Linked DNA regions of Mus musculus: region 1 is linked to region 2. The links are chromatin contacts, called in public capture Hi-C maps. All regions are on one chromosome and are shown on one strand. Each heading gives the region's core, a stretch centred on a gene start, on an enhancer-like site or on the middle of the called end of the contact. The rest is flanking DNA. Distances are from core to core; before and after follow the strand shown. Region 1 holds the start of Nrp2 (neuropilin 2). Region 2 holds the start of Raph1 (Ras association (RalGDS/AF-6) and pleckstrin homology domains 1).

The links. Capture Hi-C pulls out chosen DNA fragments and counts their contacts.
Region 1: a capture Hi-C map of embryonic stem cells shows a contact between it and region 2, with 4 times the contacts expected there. The contact joins the promoter of Nrp2 here to the promoter of Raph1 in region 2. A contact is called at or near these places in 1 of 484 Hi-C or Micro-C datasets (embryonic stem cells), 4 of 115 datasets of contacts at active chromatin or transcription factors (astrocytes, bone marrow-derived dendritic cells, embryonic forebrain and 1 more) and 1 of 9 other capture datasets (embryonic stem cells).

The regions. Positions count from the first base shown.
Region 1 is chr1:62,700,456-62,707,167 of GRCm38.p6, reverse strand. It overlaps Nrp2 (neuropilin 2), which reads right to left and starts at 3,851. Exons shown (of 17, transcript NM_001077404.1): 1 at 2,891-3,851. The coding sequence starts at 2,963.
Region 2 is chr1:60,562,325-60,569,202 of GRCm38.p6, reverse strand. Raph1 (Ras association (RalGDS/AF-6) and pleckstrin homology domains 1) reads left to right here and starts at 2,438. Exons shown (of 14, transcript NM_001045513.3): 1 at 2,438-2,638.

The DNA of each region.
Region 1 (6,712 bases), core at 2,602-5,101, 2.1 Mb before region 2:
AGGAGGAGGAGGGTGACCGGCCTGGAGGAATCCTAGGCGGCCAACTTAGCAGAGGCTTTAGCCTCGGTTCTGCTTTTGCTGGGAATATTTTTGCCTAATAGAATGTTTATGGATTGCTCAGCTCTGTTTCTGCTGCGTAGCCCAAACAAATCGATGCGGCGGTAGGGACGGCGCTGGGGGATGGGGGTGAGAGCGCTGGGGGGCGCCCACGTCTCGGCCACGTGGATGCCCGCACGGCGTGCTCTTCACCTGTTTGTGCGCTTAGGCGGGCGCTAGCTGCACTGTGCTCCCGCAGGCTGTGAGAGTTGCGCGAATTCCTGCGGCTTAGGCTGCCTGGCTGCTTCCCGCCTCTCCCCGCCCTGGGTGCTGCAATCCCACCCTGGCTTCCTGCCTCTCGCCCAGGCTAACACGGGAATCTTCCGGCGTCAGGCCCCTTGCTTCTACAAGCTAGTTCTCCAGGGGCTGCGGCGAGCTTGCAGCGCCTAGCACTGCGCGGAGACTAGGAGGGGGCGCTCCGAGCCGGTCCAGCCCAGCTGCCCAGACTCCTCCAGACCCGGGCGGGAGGGTATGCGCCTGGGAGCCGGATGCATGGTGCCCACAGAGCCTTCCAGCTACAGCGGACCGGCCGGGTATTTGCTCAGTTGCTCCCACGTGTGCCCGCCACCTTCTTTCCTTCTCGGAATAGGTTCCTGCCGCCGCCGTAGTGCCAGGGTCAGCCCAGCTCCTGGCGGGCGCACATAGGGTGAGTCAGAGGTCTAGCTTAGCCTCGCCCTTAGCCACCCGGGCTAGGTCTCCCGGTACCAATCAGTTACTCGACTGAAACCATGACCGGTGATTGATCACCTTTTCGGGGAGCGGGATAATATCTACTCTGGGCGGGTCCCACCCCCAGACCGAGGCTGCCCGCGAGGCTTTTAGTGGGCGATGAGCTTCGCACCCCGCGCTTTTGAGCTTCTCTGGAAGTGACGCAGCGTGACCAAAGATTGAGATGGGAGGGGGATCTGCAGAGAGCGCGGGAGGCAGGTGGCAGAGCAGGAGTGGGTCCGAGCGGGTGTCGTACACACACGTACACATGCTCCACGCAGTGCTCAGGGACAGATGTGCGAACATCTGGGATAGGAGATGGTCCCCAAGTCTTTACAATCCCTTCCACTTCGCACATCACTGGGAACCTGAAGTTGTGTGTGTGTGTGTGTGTGTGTGTGTGTGTGTGTGTGTGTGTGGTGCCAGTGTGCGCGCACTCGCACACCGGGGCCTACCGGAGTCCGTTCTTGAATACATAATATACCGTGGGCATTCTCAAGGAGCGCGCGCGCGCACACACACACATACACATACACAGCAAACCACACACATACATAATTTACACAGCATTCAGGTCCGTGGGAGGCAATTTAATTTCTATTCAAGCTGGGGATTCAGAATTAAGGCAAGATGGAATGCTAGGCCCAGAAAATTTCCCCAGGACGGACCTGCACCCAACCCTTCCTTGGCTCACGCTTTGCAGTTGCCCATAGGACCAGTTACCGCAGAGAGGGAGCTGCAAAGGCTTGGATTTGCATCTCAACGGCTTTCCCCAATCCGCCAAACCCCCAAAAGATAGCAAAACATAAAACCCATATGTATCCCAGGTAAAGTGACTGTAGGTATGTGTTGGGGAAGGGACAAGAAGCTTGGTAGCAGCTAAGCTTTTGCCTCAGGACCCACCCGCTAAGCACGGTGCGGGGGCGCCAGGGTGGCTGTGAGGAAGGAGACCCACCACTGCGGCTGCCTGACTCCGCCAAGTGCCTCAAGGCAATAGCACTTCTCCGAGTTTTTGTCTCTGTCTTTCCTCTCTCCTTCTCTCTTCCCCCATTTCCTTGGTAGATGGTACCCTATCCCCAGTCACCTGTAGGAGCAAACGCTAATAGGCTAATAGTTTTTTTTCAGGTTCCAGACACTGTCTTAGAGCAGAGGGAAGCACCCCCAGAAGCAGTCCCAGGGTGGAAGAACCGCATTCCCAGAGACCAGAGACCTGTTTTCAGAGAGGTAGCCCTTGTCGCAATCCACAAGAGCTGGCCCCCGGCCTCTCCTAGGCCCTGCTGTGCCTATCTCTGCAGCCCGTGTCCACACACCCTTTTTGGCAGTGCTTGAGAATAAATTCCACTCAAAAGTTTCTAACCACTTCACAAGAGGAGAGACTGCCGAGGGTCATACAGTTTGTTTTATCTTTTAAGAAAAAAATTTAAAGAACATGATTCGCTTTCCCAGAAAACACACGGATTCGGGAGAGAGTGGGGACCATCAACTGCCCACGGGAAAGCTCCCATCTCGGTCACAAGCTGGCTTGCTTCACCAGCTTCAGCCCTCTGGTTCTGAGATGTATCCACCCAGTCTGCAAAGAATCCACACATCTGAAAAGCAAAGCTAGACTCTTGCTTTTTTTTTTTTTTCCCAAGCCCTTCAGCTAACATTGCTCAATGTAGCTAAGTGGAGGGAATGCAAATGATTTATATTTCACTGGCTAGGTTGAGGAAACTCAAGGGAGATGTGTTCTGCTTCAAGACAGGGAGGAAAAAAAAATCCCCAAAACTGTAATGCAAAGGCTTTGTAGTATTTTTAAACCTTTGATTCAGTCCATATGTGACATCTGAACACCGCCAAATTCTGTTACAAAACACACACACACACACACACACACACACACACACACACACACTCCCTTTGCAAGAGAGAAAAGTTGGGTTTAGCAGCCCTGGTGGTGTAAAGAAGGCCGCTGAGATCTCCCTTTAAATGATTGAGTATTGAGGGAGCCTCCTCATGAGCGCTTCTCAGTGGCTTCTCTCCATTAGCTGTCGCCTTTAAAGGGGAAACCGTGTAAAAATGAATAGAAAAACTTTGAAGGGCTTACCTTGCTGGCTTCTCACTTCGTGTCCTGAAAAGTACAGAGCTAAGAAAACCCAGGTAAGAGGAAACATATCCATTTTTGACAGAGAGGCTCTCTCCGGGGCTAGGTTTGTGGGATCTCCTATAATTATGTCTTTGTGTTTTTCCTCTCTAATTTTCTTCCTGGTGGTGTCTTCTGCAAAGGTCTCTAACGATCAACGTTTTCCTCCTGGGTCCTGGCAGTCAGTCTGTCTTCACCTTTATTCTTGCTGGAATATCTCCACCTCACTAGGAGATAGCTCTTGAAATCAGCAAAGAGGGAGCAAGCTAAGGAAGCGGAGACCGGTTTCCTCTTCAAACCCAAACGCGTGTATGTTCTCTCCAGTTCCTCAAAGTGTCATTTCCTTTATCCTACAACATCACGAGGGTTTCCCGAAAGCTGAACGCAAAATAATAGTAATAATAATAAAAATCAAAGCCAAGAATTGCCCTGGGCATCACACGGCCCCTAGGCAGCTGTGTGATCTCAGAAGCGCTAACTGACACAGGTCCCCCGGCACCCGGGACACACACGCGGGCAGAGGCACCGACCGCTGGACAGGCGGAGTGGTAAGCAGTCAGACGTCCGGCTCTTGTCCTTTCTGGGTTCCCCTAAGCTGGAGCCTCCCCCGGCGGTTACACCCGCTTGGCCAGTCTCTGGAGGGGAGTGCGAGGCAGGAAGCTGCTGCGGCCGGTGCTGCTGGTGTTGCTGCGGGTGCGGCGGCTGGGATCGCCCGCGAGTGTGCGAGCGGCTCTCCGAGTTCGCTGGCGCCCGCCCTCACCTCCACCTCGCCCAGCGCCCGGCCGAGTGTCTGTGCTTCAGAGGATGTGCCGGGGGCGGGCTGCAGGCTGGTGCCTTGCTCGCCTCCTCTGCCTCCCCTCCGGCTCCCCCCTCGCCTTTTCAGGCCGAGCAGCATGTGGATGTCAGAGCCGCGGCAGAGCGATCCGATTACGCGCCCGCTCAGGGCCCGCCCCTTCTGTGTTCCTGATTAAAGAGGCAGCCGCGGAGACGCGCGGCGCAGAGCCGAGGACCGCGGCACCCAGCTCGGGCGGGGCGGCGGTGGCTCGCAGCCCCGCGGCCGCGCGATCAAAGTTAAGGTGCCACGCAACCCTGCCGCCCCTCTCCCAGTCCGCACCTCCCTCCCGCCCCACGCACCTTCGTGCGGGGCTGCGGGTGTGTCACACCCGGAGCAAGGAGCGCCCTCCCTTCAGGGCGCGCTGCCTCTGCCGGAGGGAAACTCCGCGGAGCCCGGGAAATTCTTGTTTCCCCTAAATTCCGAGACTCAGATGCTACACACTCAGAATCCAACACAATGCCACCTGCAATGGCGTTACAGAAGGAGTTGGGTGGCGGACCGCGTTTGGCGTAGGGAGCCAGTCCGCGGCTCAGCTCTGTGTTCCCAGAGGCAGCAAAGCGTGGCGGCGACACACACAGTCAGCCTTTAGCCTTCTCTGAACCAAACCTCAAATACTTCTTGGGCTTACTTCTCAGATCCTTTGTTGTGTCCCAAACAGGATCCTCTGCGGTCTGGGTTAGGATTTACTTCAACATGTGCCCTTAACTTGTAACTATCTGTAAACGAGGGACGATTTTATTGAATAAAGAATTTCTCCGGGCAATTAAATTCCCCACCCCCACCCCTGGCCACCCAATACACCTTCAAGCTTCCAACATAGTATAGGTACAGGGAGGCCTCTTGGACTGCTACTGTAACTACTTCTGTTCATGTTTCCCCAAGGTATTGTGGTCACAATGTTGACAGAAAGAAAATAGCATTGTGTTACCTATTTTTAAGTGGAGACATGAAAACTGTTTCAAGGCGCTATAAGCTAACAGTTGGAGAAAACACTTGCATCTTTGTTTCTGAGGGTGGCTGGGTGATCCCCAACTGTCATATTCACCAGGCACCCTTGCTTTACCATGATCAAGATCCAACAGAGCACACCTGGCAACCTTTTCAGTCCCCTTCCTAGCAGTCTGAAGATTAGGAAACATAAAGTTTGGGTGAGAAGGGACATGAACATCTGACTATACCATTTTTCCCCCTTAGCGTGGACTTATGGGTTCTTCTGGGTGGTTTCTCTCCTTATCTGGACTTGCCATTAGCGTTGTTTATCACAGCCAGTGTTTGAAAAAAAAAATCTGTAACTCTCACTTAACTGTTATTTACATGGAGATAAACACAAACAAAATTGAATCAGAAGTGATTTGCAACTAGTTAAATGAGGGATTTTCCAGTGGAAGTCCAGAGCCTGAATACCACATGGTTAATCTTAACTGCCTGGCTGCAAAGGGCTGGAGTTAGAGGCCCTCTGAGTTCTTCCAGAGAGCAACACATACACACACACACACACACACACACACACACACGTGCACACGCATGCACCACTCAAATACTCATAGGGGCTAATTTTGATTTCCTTTATCCTTTCTTTCCCTTCCCTGGGTTCTTCGATGAAGGAAGAGGGGAAGCCTGGAGTTTGGACCTTAAGTTCAAATCCTGGCTTGTGTTGTTGGCAAAACACTAATCCAAGAACAAACAACGCTATCTGTACTAACAGTGCCTGCAAGGAAAGAGTTACTTAGTGTCACAACCCCACTGCTCTCCAGGCATAGAAAACCATTCCTACTTAGACTAGAGATGCACACAGCAGCTTTCTGAGAACATGACAAAGGGCAGAGAGATGACTGGGGAGAGAGAAAGAAACCCAAAGCCCATTGGGAAGCCATAGGATGACAACCCCGAACTGCTGGGCTTGGGACCTCAGACTTGAGGGTTCCCATCTAGCTGCTTCCAAGGTTCTCCTTCGTTCTGGGAAAAGTCAGTAAGATTCAGCGTTCTGTCCCTGGATCCTGCTTCTGCCCATATGGATCTTCGTTTTCTCAGAGGTGTTCTAAAGGGGGCGCTAACTTGCTTCCTGGAAGCCTCTGTGCCTCTGCATGCAAGACTTGACTGCAGTCCACTGGAGTGAAGGCTTCCTGTTCTGCAGATGGCCAGAGGGAGGGAGAACCCCTGGGGAGTCAAACTGGTCAGAGCTTTTCCAATCCTCTAGGGGGCAGCACTCAATAAATAATGCCCATGCCACCAAAGGCCTCTACATCCGTGCTGGGAAGCTCCTGCCTTTTCAAAGGACTTCAGCAGACCAGGGGAAATTCAAAATCAGGCTACTGAATCTTCCAGCCTGCTCTGAACAATAGCGGAACTGGCCCCCAAACAGCTCGTAGTGAAGTGAGGACTCCTGAAATTACCTCTCATTCAGCTGGGATGCTCACATCACCATCCTTAATTATGAATTAATAATAATAATAATAATAATAATAATAATAATAATAATAATAGGTGGTCCTTAGGTGGGGAGGAGTGGGTTAGGAGAACATAGAGCAAGTTTCCAGATGACACTAAAAGGAAACTGTCCTCAGACACTTCCTGTGGAAAGTCAGGATATCCTGAGCTATACAGTCCCAAACTTTAAGGGCATTAGAATCATGGGGGGTGGGGAGGTGTTAAAAGTCCATCTCTTGGGTCACCAGCCTCCTGTGGGTAGAATTCCATAATCTGAGATGACTTCTGGGTATCTGTACTTTTTCCTACACATGTTTTAGATGATTTTTGACTCATAGGCCAATTGAACAATAATTCTGATATATGCTATTTACTGTACAGCCTTTGGTGCATCTCCTATTGAAGGATATTTGGAAAAGTACTCCCTTTACTCTTTCTCTGTGAACACTTTTTTTTTGGGGGGGGGGTCTGATGTTTCAGATTCCGGGAGAGCCTCACCAAGAATATATCCACAAAAGTGCCAG
Region 2 (6,878 bases), core at 1,189-3,688:
GTCCTTTATAGGAGTTGCCTTGGTCATAGTTTCTTTTCACAGCAATGGAAACCCTGAGACACACTTCAAAGAGTTTATTCTTTATTATAAAGTGCAAACTCCTTAGTGTAGCACATGAGCTCTTGATTAATACAGTCCTTTCTACCATTCCCCACCTATCTGAACCTTCTCTGCATCTGTCCAGAAGAGCTGTATTTACTTGGGAGTAGCCTCGAGGGCATGGTAATACTACTAATGCTCACACACCTGCACAGACATTGCTGCCTTTCTCTAGAGTGCCTGTTCCCTCCTTATCTGGCGAGCTCCTGCCTGTCAGTCATCAAACGTGTAGTTTATCTTCACTGGGTAGGCTTTCCTGATCTGGGAATAGACTAATTTTCTAATACTGGCTTGCCTATCTCCTTTATCTAGCAGTCTGTGATTTCTGGGGGCTGGAGGCATCAAGTCTTTCTTGTTTTTACATTATTACCCCTTAGTTGGAGCCCAATAGACTCTAATTAAGTGAATAGATTATTTCATGGTTTAATGAGAACCTGCTTATTTTTCTCAATGGTAGAAAGTGACTGTTTTCTAAGATTCATCTTAACCAACCTAAGCACTTGTTGGGAAGAGCTGGCTGAGAGCTATCTAAAGAGCACTCAGGAGCCTATTTTGTAAGGAAGTTTCTGTAAAAGTGAGACTCTTCCTTGTAATGTGTTCAGTCTAGTAATAACATTTGACAACAATAGGTTATTTACTAGGTTTGGGCACCTAGGTATGCTTAATCTCAATAAACTTAGTCACAAGGGAATGAAGAGGCTCCAGATAACATTTGTATGCATTGCTGATTAAAAAATTCAAAGCATTTGTTATTTATACAAAGGTCTACAGTAGATACTGCATGGGGTATGAACTGAATATGATATGATATTCATTAAGAGAATATAGTGTGCTGAAATAATTACAGGTAACAAATGATGACTGAGTTCAACAGGGAAGAGAGGTCACAGGTACTGGACACTTCCACCATTTTTAGTTTATGAGATGATGTTATTTTACACGAGATTATTGAAGACCTACTAAATTTAAAATACAAAAAATGCACTTATTTCCTAAGTACAAGTATCTCAAGTGTGAAACAGACAATAATTGTATTGGACAGTTCTAAATACCAGTTTGAAACAGATTGTGCAGCAGTTTGGAAAAGACTACTAAAAGACTGAAACTACTTGGAACTCTTCAAGAATATCAGGAAGTAGAATGCAATTAGTCAAACTGGGATTTGATCCTACACTAGAGGAGTGAATACTCATTCTTAGAAAGATCGCCAGAATTTCGGAAATAGGTTATTTATGGGTTTTTTTTTTTTCCTTTTATTTTTTTGGTGAAAATTCAAGATACAGAAACAGTTAAAGAACAGACAAGAAGACATAGAAAAAAAAGAATGCTGGACGTTCAATGCAGCCAATTCCAGACCATAGCTCAATTTCTTCAATGCTAACAAAGTACATAGCCAAGCAAAGGTAATTTAATACTACTTTTCCTTTCCTTTGATCAACTTTACATGAAGGTCATAATAAGGACGTAAATCGAAAGAAATCTAAGTCTGCCTAAGTCAAAACTGCATTAAGATAAGCAGCATTTGAGTAATTTGGAGCTTGGAATCAAACCCAGTATTTTAAGTGTAGTACTCAGGGAATACAGCTCAGGGCTCAGGAAAGTTCGCCAACACCCTTGCTGAGAACAAATTCAATAAGGGAGAACAGAAACCAGGGACACAGATGAACAGGCTCTGACGTGAAAAAGGTAAAGATGAATGGAATAATGTCTGATCCCTGAAAGCTTTCCTTACACTGCACGAAACTGCAGAGTTTAAGCTAAAATGGGATTTCCTAGGGCAGTGCTCCCAGATTTCAACAATAGTAGGCGAGTGCCTGAGGAAGCCCAGGGTTGGTTCTGGAGACGACACATGCGGCAGGCAAAGGCTCCCAGCCCGGACAGGTCTGCTCGTCCGCCCTCAGTCTCCCAAGACCCTGGGACCCGAGTGATTGGGCAGGCTTCACGGGAAGGGCCACGGCGGGCGGGACCGCGGCGGGATTTTCCTCTCCGCTCATTCATTCTCTGATTCATTGGTTCCTGGAGGCGACTCACACGGACGCGCGCTGGAAAGGCAGGGCGCGGAGGACGGCCGCGGCTGGGTGCGGCCCGGCGCCTGAGGGGCGGCCGGTTGGGTGGGGGTGGGGGGTGCGGCTGTCCAGGCCGGGAGGGGCGCGCGCGTGCGCGCGTGCCGGGGAGCAGGAGAGGCGCGCGGCCGCCTGCGCCGGAAGTGAGCGGTGGCCGCGGCGGGGAGCGCGCGGTCAGGCGCAAGTCGGTCCGCCCTTGGGCCGCGCGGCCCTCAGCCCCGCCCAGTGTGCCGGGGCAGGACGCGCGGGCTCTGTGATCCGCGCCGCGGGGCTCTGCGGCCGCCCCGCCCAGTCCCCGCCGACGCCCGCTCTGTGGGTCGGTCAGTCAGTCGCCGAGCGCGCGCCGCGGGAGCTGCGGGCGCTCTCAGCGTTCGGGAGAGGAGCGTCGCCCCTGGAGAGGCGGCGGCGGCGGCGACTGGAGGCGCGAGCAGCTGCTGCCTAGCGCAGGGCTCCGGGAGGGCCGAGGGGCTGCCACGGTGAGTGCTCCGCCACCTGGCCCTCGAGGTCCGGGAAAGGAGAGGTCTGGGTGCCCGGGAGGCGCTGCCGTCTCCATTTGCCCGGCGCCCGGCGTGGCCCTCCGAGCGAGTGCGGACGGCTGCAGCCCGGGGCGCGGTCCTTGCCGGTCAGGCTCTCAGCGTTGGGCTGAGCCCCGCCAGGCGGCCTGCGGTGGGTAGGGGGTCGGCGGGGCCTGGGTTGCACCCCGCGCCCCTCGGGGCTGCACCGTGCAGACAATGAGACCTGGGGCCGCCTGGGGAGGTGCGGCAGGGCTGATACTCCGCACTAGGGCGCCGGTGGCCGGGGACCGCGGGTGGAAAGGGACTGGCTCCCGGTAGCCGCAGAAACCGATGGCTGGGTGCGGGATTGTTCTAGCTTCCATGCCCTGCCTGCTTTCATAGATGAGTTCACTGCAGAGATTTAGAAAGGCGGGGCGCCTTCTGTGTCTTCTAATTAAGCCGGCAAAGTAATTGCTCTAGTGCTTTTTAGCTCCATCTCATCTTTCCGCGTACATTCCCGCCGGAAATCCAAACTGCAATTCAGTGGAGGACGGCAGAAAGAGGGAAGGCTGCCTAATAGTGTTGGTTAGGTTGCCTTCGTTTTAAGACACCTGAAAGATACCCTTTTCCTATTCAGGGGTTGTCTTAGGCTGGCCCCCCTGTGTGAACTGGAAACTACTTGATCCTTATGTATCAGAGTGAAATAGGAGCTTTGGGAAATGGTATGAGTTGCATGTTTCCTGTGTGTTGCATTTCATACATTTTATGGGAAGAACAGTTTGGGTGGACGCTGCCTGCAGCATTTCTCATGGAGAAGTGGAGAGCCGCCCAAGTAGGTAAAGTCCTCCCTAAAGGAACTGTAAAGGTAGCGGGCTAGGGCTGAGGCATCATTCGATTATTAAACGGTGGTATTGTGTTCGTAAGAATATTGAAGTGAGCACACAGTCACAGAAACCTCCTCAGGTATAGTGGGAGACACTTCTACAACACTTGAGTGGTGGAAACAGTGCGTTAGAACAGAGTAAAGTCACATTCCATGCGCTAGAATAGGCTAGCAACGTGATAGTGGACAAGCAAGCCGATAACTATGCAGTAGTTCCCTGCCGGTAAGCAGCAGTACTCCACCTGTTTTCCTTTCTAGCCTGTTGTCAAGAAGATTGAATAAGAAAATGTATGCAAAATTGGTAGCCCCTTGCTTGTCTCTGAGATGCTCAGTACGTGTTAAATTCCTTTTCCTCCTGCTGAGGGCGGAGTGTCTCCTGAGAGGGAGGGTCAGAAGTGAATGTTGGCAACAGTGAGTTGTTGAGGCATGTGTAGCATAAGACAGCAAAGAAAAGGTTGATTCTACATTGAGAGGTCAGTGGGGGGGGGGGGGGGGGATCTGTAAGCTGCCAGTATAAAGTGGAGCCTTTTAAAAGGTTGAATAATACTTCATTTTTAAAACAACGTTTTATTGTTATGTATTAATTATACATAATACTGGGTCTCATCATGATCTTTTCATACATGTGCATCATATATTTGAATTTCAACAGGACGGGCAAGATTTTAACAGTATAGACTGGGAGAAGAAGACATTTCACATGTTAGGTGGTAATTATCCCTTCGCATGAGCCGGACATGGTGGGTGGATCTTTCCTGTAGTCTGCACTGGGGAGGCTGAGGCAGGAAGATTGACGTGAAGTCCAGGTCAGCCTGGATTACACAATGAGAGCCCATCTGAAAAACCATCAAACCACGTAAAAAATAAAATACAAATCAAACCACATAAAAAATAAAAGTAAAATCCAAATTCTCTAAGTAAAATCCTAGAGAGAATTCTCTAAGTAGAATCCTAGAGAGGTGGCAAAATAAGGACACTTTTTAAAACCCTTTGTTGAGTTTGTTCCAGACACCAGTTACAGATAGCTCAGTTGAAGTAAGTACAAAATGTCTACAAAGGTTTGTAAGTGATTGGTTTTTCACCAGACATTTTGTGGTATGGGATTGCTGCTCACTTGTGTTTGATTTTAGTAAAGAGCAATGTGTAGCTGTTTCTTTGTGATGAATATTAGCTCTATTTAGTATTCCACACAGACTCTTGACTCAGGTCTCTCTCACTGAGATTATTAATTTAGTGTCTGGCTGACAGTAGTGGAGAGGTAAGCATCTTTGGATAATGACTTCACAATTTTTAACACTTTGTTTTCTGGCTAGATCTTTTTAACTGTTATCTTTGAGGATAATTGTGTTATTTTTTTGTTTTTTGTTGAGTTTTGGCTCTCTCCAAATAAATAAGTAAATAAATGTTAGTGGACTAGAAACAAGGATAATAGATTCTGCGATACACATTTGCTTATTGACTTTGGCTTGGAAATCATTGAATGTCAATATTGATATTAATCCCAAACTCTTATTTCTTTAGGAAAAGTGATATTAATGGAGTAAGATATGTAACCTCAGGCTAATTATTTTGAATTCTTAGTTTCATTACCTATTAAATAGGAAGTTTGGAGTTACTGGTTTTCATTTGTTATTTCTTACTGACCTTAAGGATTTTAAGGATCTTAGTGTATTAACAAGAGCCTGTATTTGAGAGGGAGGCTGAGATGGGAGGATACTGAGTTTGAGGGTGGCCTACATAATGAGATTTTGCCTCAAAACAAAACAAAGGGAGTAATTTAATTTTGATGAAGGGCTTTTAAGGTTCTACAGACATTTGACCTAAATGTCATAAAAACGTTTGGAGATACAACTCAGTGGGAGAGCAGTTACCAAACACATAAGGGCCTGGGTTTTATACTTAGCACAAAACCAAAGTCTGACTTGTATGCTTGAAGTCAGGAGCATTACATTGAAATCAGAGCATATGAAAAGCTAAGGCAGAAGGGTTAAGGCTAGCTTAGGTTATATATTGAGGTCCTGACTCACAAAAATGTTTTAAAATTATAATAATAAAAAACTGTTACTAAATACTTTGTACTACTTTGAGTGCTTCCTATGTATTGAATTATTTATTCCTTACCATGCCTCTAAGAAGAAGGTCTCATTAATCTAGAAAACAAGCAGAAGTAGTAAATTACTTTCTTAAAGATTGCACAGCTCTATAGTAAACAGCTATTTAAAACTAGGCAGCCTAATTCTTGTATTCTTACCACCTTCCTATGCTACCATGTAGACAACTAACACCTTCTCCCCCCCTTCCTGTTTTAAAGTATGCTAAAGTTTTTATACATCTTAGCCATTTAAAGCATTAATTGTTAACTTTCAATGGCATTAAATATGTTTGTGTTATTGTGTAACTGTTACATTGTCCATTTCCAGAACTTTTTCACAATCCCAAACTGAAGTTCAACCTGTTAAACAGTAACTTCTCATCTACCACTGCAACTTCTAGTAGCCACTTTTTTACTTTGTCTCTTTGCCTTGAACACTATGGGTGCTTTCTGATAGTGTAGTCATTGTTTTATTGTTGTTGTTCTTGGGCTTTTCTTTTTTTAATCCAGACTCTTACCTTGTAGCCCAGGCTGGACTGGAACTCACTGTGTAGATCAGGTTGACTTAGCTAATCACTTTAGCATGTTTATTTAAGTTCTTTTTAACACACTAAAAACTGAATGACCTACAGACTAATAAGGCTTGTGAATTTTAAACACTTGATAGGAAACTTCATAGACTGAAGACTTTTTATTAGTCTTGTGTACTATTTATTTAATTGTCCCAATAGTTGATTACTGTGGCTAGTGCCATAGTATTCAATTAAATAATCAGAACCAAACATTTCAATGAAGGTTGTATTCATCCTGTTTGTCATTGTTAAAAACAACAATGAGCATTCAACAATAAATTCTGATATCTTATAAATATTTTGTAGTTCATTGTGCTTCTTTTATTTCTACTCTTCTTTTTTGTTTGTTCGCTTGTGTTCTGTGACAGGATTTTTCTTTGTAGCCCTGAATCTCTTAGAACTTGCTCTGTAGACCAGGCTGGCCTCAAACTCAGAGATCTTCCTGCCTCTGTCTCTTGAGTCCAGGGATTAAAGGCTGCTACAAGTGTTTCCTAATTTGCCTTGTGTCTTAGTCACTGTTCTAATGCTGTGAAGGGATGCCATGACCAAGCCAACTTGTAAAAGAAGCATTTAATTGGATGCTTGCTAACAGTTCCAGAGGCTTACTACATTATCATCATGATGGGGAGCATGGTGGCATGAAGGCAGACATGGTGCTAGAGAAATAACTTGAGA